3 separate regions of the Sus scrofa genome follow, and regions 2 and 3 are each linked to region 1. Evidence: chromatin contacts called from public Hi-C and promoter capture Hi-C data. All regions are on one chromosome and are shown on one strand. The core of a region is the stretch at or near the end of the contact, and the rest is flanking DNA. Distances in the headings are between cores, read along the strand shown.

The links. Promoter capture Hi-C pulls out the DNA fragments that hold promoters and counts their contacts. A called contact is a pair of places that touch in the nucleus more often than the background predicts.
Region 2: a promoter capture Hi-C map of liver shows a contact between it and region 1, with 3 times the contacts expected there. A contact is called at or near these places in 1 of 5 promoter capture datasets (liver) and 1 of 2 datasets of targeted methods (alveolar macrophages).
Region 3: a contact with region 1 is called in a Hi-C map of skeletal muscle, with 4 times the contacts expected there. A contact is called at or near these places in 2 of 5 promoter capture datasets (fetal liver and liver), 10 of 47 Hi-C or Micro-C datasets (embryonic fibroblasts, epiblast stem cells, fetal heart ventricle and 3 more) and 2 of 2 datasets of targeted methods (alveolar macrophages and skeletal muscle).

Annotation. Positions count from the first base shown.
Region 1 is chr3:113,977,918-113,980,435 of Sscrofa11.1, forward strand. PTRHD1 (putative peptidyl-tRNA hydrolase PTRHD1) reads left to right here and starts at 1,257. Exons shown (of 2, transcript XM_003125332.4): 1 at 1,257-1,543. The coding sequence starts at 1,292. CENPO (centromere protein O) reads right to left here and starts at 1,284. Exons shown (of 8, transcript XR_002342821.1): 1 at 1,138-1,284; 2 at 740-848.
Region 2 is chr3:114,362,064-114,364,581 of Sscrofa11.1, forward strand. ITSN2 (intersectin-2) reads left to right here and starts at 1,256. Exons shown (of 39, transcript XM_021088358.1): 1 at 1,256-1,433. It overlaps LOC106504180 (formin-like protein 6), which reads right to left. Exons shown (of 2, transcript XM_021088412.1): 2 at 1-2,113. The coding sequence ends at 1,284.
Region 3 is chr3:114,322,747-114,325,264 of Sscrofa11.1, forward strand. No RefSeq gene overlaps it. Among named protein-coding and RNA genes, the nearest start is that of ITSN2, 39 kb to the right of the region's middle.

The sequences.
Region 1 (2,518 bases), core at 7-2,506:
TGACTCAGAAGTTCTTTTTTAAAAATGTAGAATTTTGTTTTTTAAATTGGGTTTCGTGCATGGTTTCCCCAAGTGCTAATGCATAACTGTTTGGACTGAAACATCCAAAGAGGCCTGAGTAAGTACTCTGAAGCTCTGCAAAGTATTAGGAGCATAGGACTATAAAGACACACACTAAAAGGAACTGTCCACCAATATTACTGGATATCAGACAGGAAAACAAGTTCACCAATGCATAGAGATCTCAGTTCCAAAGAGCCTAAGTAAAGCTCAATGTAGCAAAGGTCACGGTGACATGCTAACCGACTCTAACAACAAAACACCTGTGAACAGTCACTACCTAAACACACCTGTGCTCGATCCTGTATTTGCAGAGCATGTAATGAATTAAAGCATTTACTGAATATTTCCTATCAATTAGGTATGTGTTAAATGCTTCACCTGAAAAGCATTAAAATTACTTAACCTAATTTCCACAACCACCACAATGTTATTATTCACCTCCATTATCCAGACGAAGAAATTGTGAAAGGTAAAATAACTTGCCGAAGGCCACCATATTTATAACAGCCGAGCCGGGACTCAAACCCAGGTCTAACCCACACCGGGCACTGCCCCTTCCACTGGAGTAAACCATAATAGATCAGGTCACACTTCGCTTAGAGGAGGGATGGGCTTTCAACCTGGTAGTTATCTTTGGGCAGCAGTAGTAAGGGGGAAAATTTGATCTTTTAAATACCTCCTCCGGACTCGCCGTCTTGACTTAGAGTATTCGCCAGCTCCATCTCCTCCTCGGCTTCTCAAGAGCCTTTCCATAAAACTGTCCGGGCACCAGTAATACGGCTTTCCTTGGGGGCAAAAGAAATGGCAAGAATCTATTCACATTCAGACAAATCCAGACGGCAGGGACACACCCGTGGAGCCCCGGGTACCCCAAGTGACACCCCCAGGACTCCCCGGACCCGCCCCGTCTGTTGCCCGGGTCTACGTTCTGTGGTGTCCAAGTCTATCTTCCTGCCCCTGCGAGCTCCCGAGGCGCGCCTCTGCTCCAGGGGATTTCCTCGCACACGGAAGGGGCTGTAAGAGGCCGCTCAGCTTTCTACCCTGATTACGGTTCTGTCCGCCAATGGGTCTTACTTTCTCCTTAACTCCTCTCTTCTTGCTCAATCAGGACAAGTCCAAGAGTTCCCGCCATCCTCAACTTCAAAACCAAGACAACCGGTCCCAGCGTGCTTTGCGCTCCCACCGTACAAAAACATGGCAGCGCGCGGGGCTCCTCCCTGATCCCGGCATGCACCGGGCAGTAGGCCCGGTCGTTCTGTTGGGCAGGAAGATGGCGGCCTCGGGCGCAGCGCCGCAAATCCTGGTACAATACTTGGTATTACGGAAGGATCTCTCACAGACTCCATTTTCCTGGCCAGCGGGCGCACTGGTAGCACAGGGTTGTCACGCAGCCACCGCGGCTTTGCACATTTACCGCGACCACCCGCACACTGCAGCTTACCTCCAGGACCTGGAGCGCATGCGCAAGGTGGTCCTCGAGGTGAGCCGCCAGGGGGAGGGGCGCTGAGGTCATCGATACCGGAAGTGGGTGTGGTCTTGAGTACGGGGGCCTAACTTCGTGAAGTGGGTGTGGCGTTAGTGGGGAGGGGTGTTTAACTTTTAAGTTTTGGGACGGGTTCTCCGGCTGGAGCTACTGCCCGGGGCCCCTTACCTTGGCTGGACGGGGCCTGACGATGTGAAGAGTGGAGTATGGGCCTGTTATTAATGCTTTGTGCACCCCTCCGGTCTCACCTGCGTCCCTCTTCAGTAGATGCTTGTGAGAGCGGAGGCTGGTGGAGTCACGCCTGCCTTTCTACCTGTGCACTGGGCGGGCCTTTTAATGGCTGCGCTGAAAAGTACTGCCCTTACCCTCGCCGCAAAACCGATCCAGAAGGGTAAGGACACAGAGTTCCTTACTTCAGGTGAAGTCAAACTGAAGCATTTACTTGGGTATGATGCCAAATTATTTGAAAATAAACCCTAGTATAATTTGAACTTAGCTCAAAGGTACCAGAAACCAAGGGTATAGAATAGTTTTTTTTTTGTTTTTTTTGTGTTTTTTTGCAGTTGGGCAAACATATCTTATCCTAAGAAAATAATAAGATGCACCCAAAGAGCATTGTACAAAGATATTTATAGTAGCACTTTATAATAATGAAAAATGTGGACATCACTAAATTTACAATACTATAGGTTGGCTAAACTTATGCCCTTATAATGGATTATTATGAATCTAGCATAAATCATGTTTTTGGAGCATATTTGGCTAGCATGGAAGAGTGCTCATGAAGTGAGGCTAATTGAACTATAGTCTACATACAAAATGATCCAGATTTTGAAAGGAAAAACTAAAGAAATACATCCAAATACTGAGTAGCAGGTGGGGGAATTTTGGTTATTTCCTATTGCTTCTGTCTTTTTAGTTTTCTACACTAAACACATTTTAAAATGAAAAAAAAAATTATTGCTTTCATTT
Region 2 (2,518 bases), core at 6-2,505, 380 kb after region 1:
TAACTGGTGATGTCTGTCATGGGAATGAGACCATGTATTCAAGAGTGGGTGATTTGTTTGCAGACTGATTGGTCCTCAGTAGATAAGGGATAGACTGATTGGTCTCTGGTAGATAAGGGACTTCCTAGGCTAATGCAAAGGAGTCAGGTCTCTCTGTGTCACTGAAGCTCAGGACCTGTCTATCTGGTCTTCGTCAGGTCCCAATCAAAGAGTTGGGAAAAACACTGAGTGTGAGAGCAGGAAAAGCCTGTTTATCATCACTGATGTTTGCTAAGTTCCTCACATGAGTTGGGTGGCTAGTTCAGATAGGCCTGGGTTTTGGAAACCATCCCTCTCAAGCCAGCCTTCACATGCCCCAACAGGTGAGGAATGAAGGGGAAGCCATGGAATCATGTGATCTGCAGATTTCTTCTTTTCCAACAAAAGCCATGGGGATGTGAGTTTTGTATACTGGACCAGCCCCCACTCTGCCTCTAAAAGCCAAGAGAAATCTTGGGTCTTGGACCCCCACTTTGTTATGCTCATAGGAACCCCACTGACTCCTCCTCTAACATCAACAAGGAGCCTCTCTCTTGAAGGAGTGCTGTGTCTAGGGCAAGCCCTCCATGAACAGCGGTGACTTTTTTTTTTTTTTTTTTTGGTCTTTTTAGGGCTGCACCTGCAGCATATGGAAGTTCCCAGGGTAGGGGTCGAATTGGAGCTGCAGCCGCCCACATACACCACAGCCACAGCAAGGCCAGATCCCAGACACACCCCCAACCTATGCTGGAGCTTGGGGGCAAAGCCAGATCCTGAACCCACTGAGTGAGACCAAACCACATCTGCATGGATACCAGTGGGGTTCTTAACCCGCTGAGCCACATGAGTACCTCCTAGAGTGGTGACTGAGTTCAAGTATGGTCTTTTGTGAGGCGATCAGGAGTTGAAAGGGGAGGAAAAAGAGAGTGAATTTGAGCTTCACCTGTCAGGCAGCTCTCAGGTGGGGTAGAACGTTCAGCATCTGCAGGCCAGCTGGTAGTGGAGTTCAAGGAGAGATGACTTCTTACTGCTTGGCCAGAGCATACGGGGTGGCCGCTCTGCTTAGGGATGGGGGCTGGAGGCCCCCTTCTCGCCCTTTATACTTGTCATGGAGGAGAGTGAGGAACGCTGAGTGGATGGCTGTTCAGTACGGTGAGTCCTCCTGGGATACCTGGAGGGGGTGAGAGGCCTGCAACAGACCCAAGAGCAAGGCGAGGCACGGCCTCCTCCTGCCACACTCATTCCAGAGGAATCTTGCTCCCAGGTCAAGGAAGAAACTTGACTGAGCAAGGAGGCTTCAGAGGAAACCTCCTGTGGGTGCAGCACAGCTTGCCCTTCTCCAAAACCGTGGGGTCTGCAGTGGCAGGAAACGCACCACCCAACCTCAACATGTCACCTCGGGGAGGAGGAGCCAGGTGGGTCGGCGCCCCTCCAGGAAGGGCTGCCGGGGGCTTCGGGGCCTCCCCGAGGGGAGAGCGGAGCACTAGGACCAGGCCCGCGGGGTTCGGTACCCGGGGCTCTGGGGGTGCGGAGCCGCGCCGGGGCAATTTCGGGTTCCTGAGGGTGGGGGCGTCGGTGCCCGGCGGCGGGCGGGCCGTCAGCTGCCCGGCCCGTCGCCTCCCTCCCCGCCCCCCGGCTTCCTGCGGAGGCCGCGGCCGCCATGTTGTTGTGGGGCTGAGGCGGCGCCGCGGAGCCCGAGCGGCCGTGACAGGCTGCGCAACAGGTTCGCTGTCCGCGGCCTGAAGACGAAGCAGGCGCGGCGGCGGCGGCGGCGGCTGCCGAGCAGGGTCTCCCGGCGTCCGTCCGCGCCCGCGCTGCTGGTGCCGAGGGGCGCGGGGTCGCGCTGTGACGTGCGGGAGGCGCGGCGGGCGCGCCAGGTGGGTGAAGGCGCTCGCAGGGGCTGCCGCAGGGCGCCGGGCAGGTGCGGGCGCCGCCGCGTCCGCTGCGGGGAGGCTCGCGGGCCGGCCCGGGGGCCGGGCTGGGAGGCGGCTACGGCCCCGCACGACGCGGACTGCCCTCGGGAGCCTGGGCGGCCCCCAAGCTAGGCCCCTGGCGGGCTTGGCGGCGCCTGGCGGAAACCTCCGGCCGTGGGTTCCTGTCCCCGCGGCGGGGCCAGGGCGGACAGTGAGGGGCCGGGACCGCGCTGCCCCTTATCTGCGGCCGAGCCCCGGCCCCTGGCCGCGGCCTCTCCTGGCAGGTGCGGACGCCGCCGAGGTTCGGGAGCGGCGTGGCCCCCTGGCTTTCCGCGAGCTTCCTTGGGGCCCCATTTTATTTTCACGGAGTTGGTTTTCCTTCTTGGTAACGGTTGGTGCGGAGGGTCAGGTGAGCCGCATCCCAGTGCGTCAAAGTAGCCCGAGTCACGAGAGGCCAGTGGGCGGATGCTCGGCGTCCACCGCTCACATTAAACCAAAGTTGGGAAATGTTACAATTTGACTTCAGCGTTATTGACTTCCAGGGTGAACAGGAAGCACGGAGAGATGTAATCTCTTGGGCCGGAGTA
Region 3 (2,518 bases), core at 10-2,509, 340 kb after region 1:
GTCAGCCTGCTGTGCTATCTCCCAGGATGGTGCTGTTTGAGCAAAAGAAACAGCCAGAGAAATGCAAGCACCACAATGTAACATCACCACTTTTATAATTACAGGCTTATGTGTACCAGTAATTTATCAATATTTCTAAATATCTTCAAGGCTATTTTATTGTATGATAATAAGAAATAATTTATATTCGGAGTTCCCATCGTGGCTCAGTGGTTAACAAATACAACTAGGAACCATGACACTGCAAGTTTGATCCCTGGCCTCGCTCAGTAGGTTAAGGATCCGGGGTTGCCATGAGCTGTGGTGTAGATTGCAGACACGGCTCAGATCCTGCGTTGCTGTGGCTCTGGCGTAGCCTGGCAGCAATAGCTCCGATTAGACCCCCCAGCCTGGGAACCTCCATATGCTGCAGGTGCGGCCCTAGAAAAGACAAAAGAAAGAAAGAGAAAGAGAGAGAGAGAGAAGGAAGGAAGGAAGGAAGGAAAGAAAAAAAGAAAGAAGGAAAGAAAGAAACTTATATTCAAAAAGTAAACAAATGTGCTCAGCTTTGAGGAAACTGTCTCCAGAGCACATCACCATCATAATGATTGCACCATATTAAGTATGCAAAAAGGAGAAACTAATTTAAACTCTTTTCTATATTGTATTGTATGATGATGGGCTATTGTTATTTGGAAAAAAGAGTAAAAATATTGGGCATAATAAGTTACAAGTGTATTTACTCCCTTTCAAGTATTTTCCATGTTAATTTTTATGACATGTTTAGTATCTGAGAATATATCTTGGCCATAAGAGATTCTGAACCTTTGTATAAATTAGATCTCTTTTAATAGAAGGAAGAAAAGACCTGATCCAAACACTGGCGTAAAGAAAACAGGAACTTACTTGATTATGTAACTGAACAGTCCAGGAATAGGGCTTGCTGCTCTGCTGCTGTCTTGGATTGAAGGCTTAAAAGCATCACCAGGGTGCCTCTCTCTGTTACAGCTCTGTTCTCAGACTGGTTCCCATTCAAGGGGTCAAGATGGCTACAGCCACTTTGGCTCTTACATTAAAGGTAAAATTCTAGCGGGACAGGGAATGAATCTCTCTTCAAGAAGTCCCAGCAAGGTATCATTACTTCTCATTGATTCTGAATCAGTCTGGCCAAAGGAATGCAACATTTGGATTGATTTAGGTCACAAGTTCTGTGCCTGAGACAGAGCTGAAGCCCCAGGCAAAGCAGCCACACTGGGGAGGCAGGGATTTCCACAGATGGGAATAAGAGTAGAATTACCAGCAGAAGGTGGCTGTGTGGTGGGCAGAGAAGAGAACAGCTGTCAGCAAACAGCTGTAGCCTGAGATAATTGGTGTGCAGTGGAAATCTAGTAGGAATGAGGATCTCAAGAAAGAGGCACACTGAAAGAAAGAGGGTGAAAAATAGATGTTTACAGCCATCACTTGACATTAATAGTTTAAAAAGTCAACATTTCTGGACTTATGCAGTTTCAAAAAGAAAGAATAATTCATGTTCCTAGGCTTAATATGCAACTTCAAAAAGCAGGAATAATTGCTTTATTATTCAAAACTGAAAAAAAAAGTCATAAAATGAGCTCTGAGAAGAAAATTTTATCCTGAGAATTACTGAAAATATAAGATTACTCTCATCCAAAAGCATATCAGAAGTAAAAGACAGTGCTGGGAATCAGCTACTGTCAGTTCTAGATGGAATGTCTAATTTGAAAGTGATTTATTCTTCTCCGTGTGAGGCTCCTGTAAAATATGGAAATTGGAGGTGATTCATACAACTCATGCAGTGGTGAGATAAGAGCTAGAGCCAGAAGTTTGGGTTATAAGCAGAATGACTTTTTAAAAGTTTTACAGTCAGTTTCTGTATGCAAGTATTTAATGGCAACAAATGTAGTCCAAGAATTTTTCTAAGTCACTGCAGAAAATTAATAATTATCGGGGGAAGAAAAACATTTTACTAGTTTCTGAAGAGGCATTGTCCTGCCTTTGGCACAGGGCCGGGTGGATTTAGCGTGTATAATTTCTCTTGAGCTCCTCTGGCAAGGGCTATTAGTAGCCTACCCAACAGCTATTGCCTACTTCTTTCTTGCTTAAAAAAATAATTACATAAAATAAAAGCTCTATTGCAACTGGGCAATGATGTGGCCAGCTTCAGGGCCCGAGCAAATCACGTCATTCTCATTTCCCTTTTGTCAGTGTAGCGATGGGCATGTGGTCAAGTTAGAGCCCAAGATGTATGCCAGGAGCCTCAATATTTCTCCCTGCTTAGGGAGACAAGAGAAAGAAAGAAAGCCCTTTTGCTCACCACCTTCCTCCCTGCTGAGGATATAATGTTTAGAGCAGTTTCGCCATCTGGTGGCGAGAATGGTCAGGACATGCGCACAGCCTTTGTGCCTGTGCCCAGCACCCAGTCATCACCTGCTTTCACACGTTTTGTGAAGTGGCATATTATGGCTCACGTCATTTGAGTACTTTTAGCCAAAGCCATTCCTAAATGATATAGCTCCTC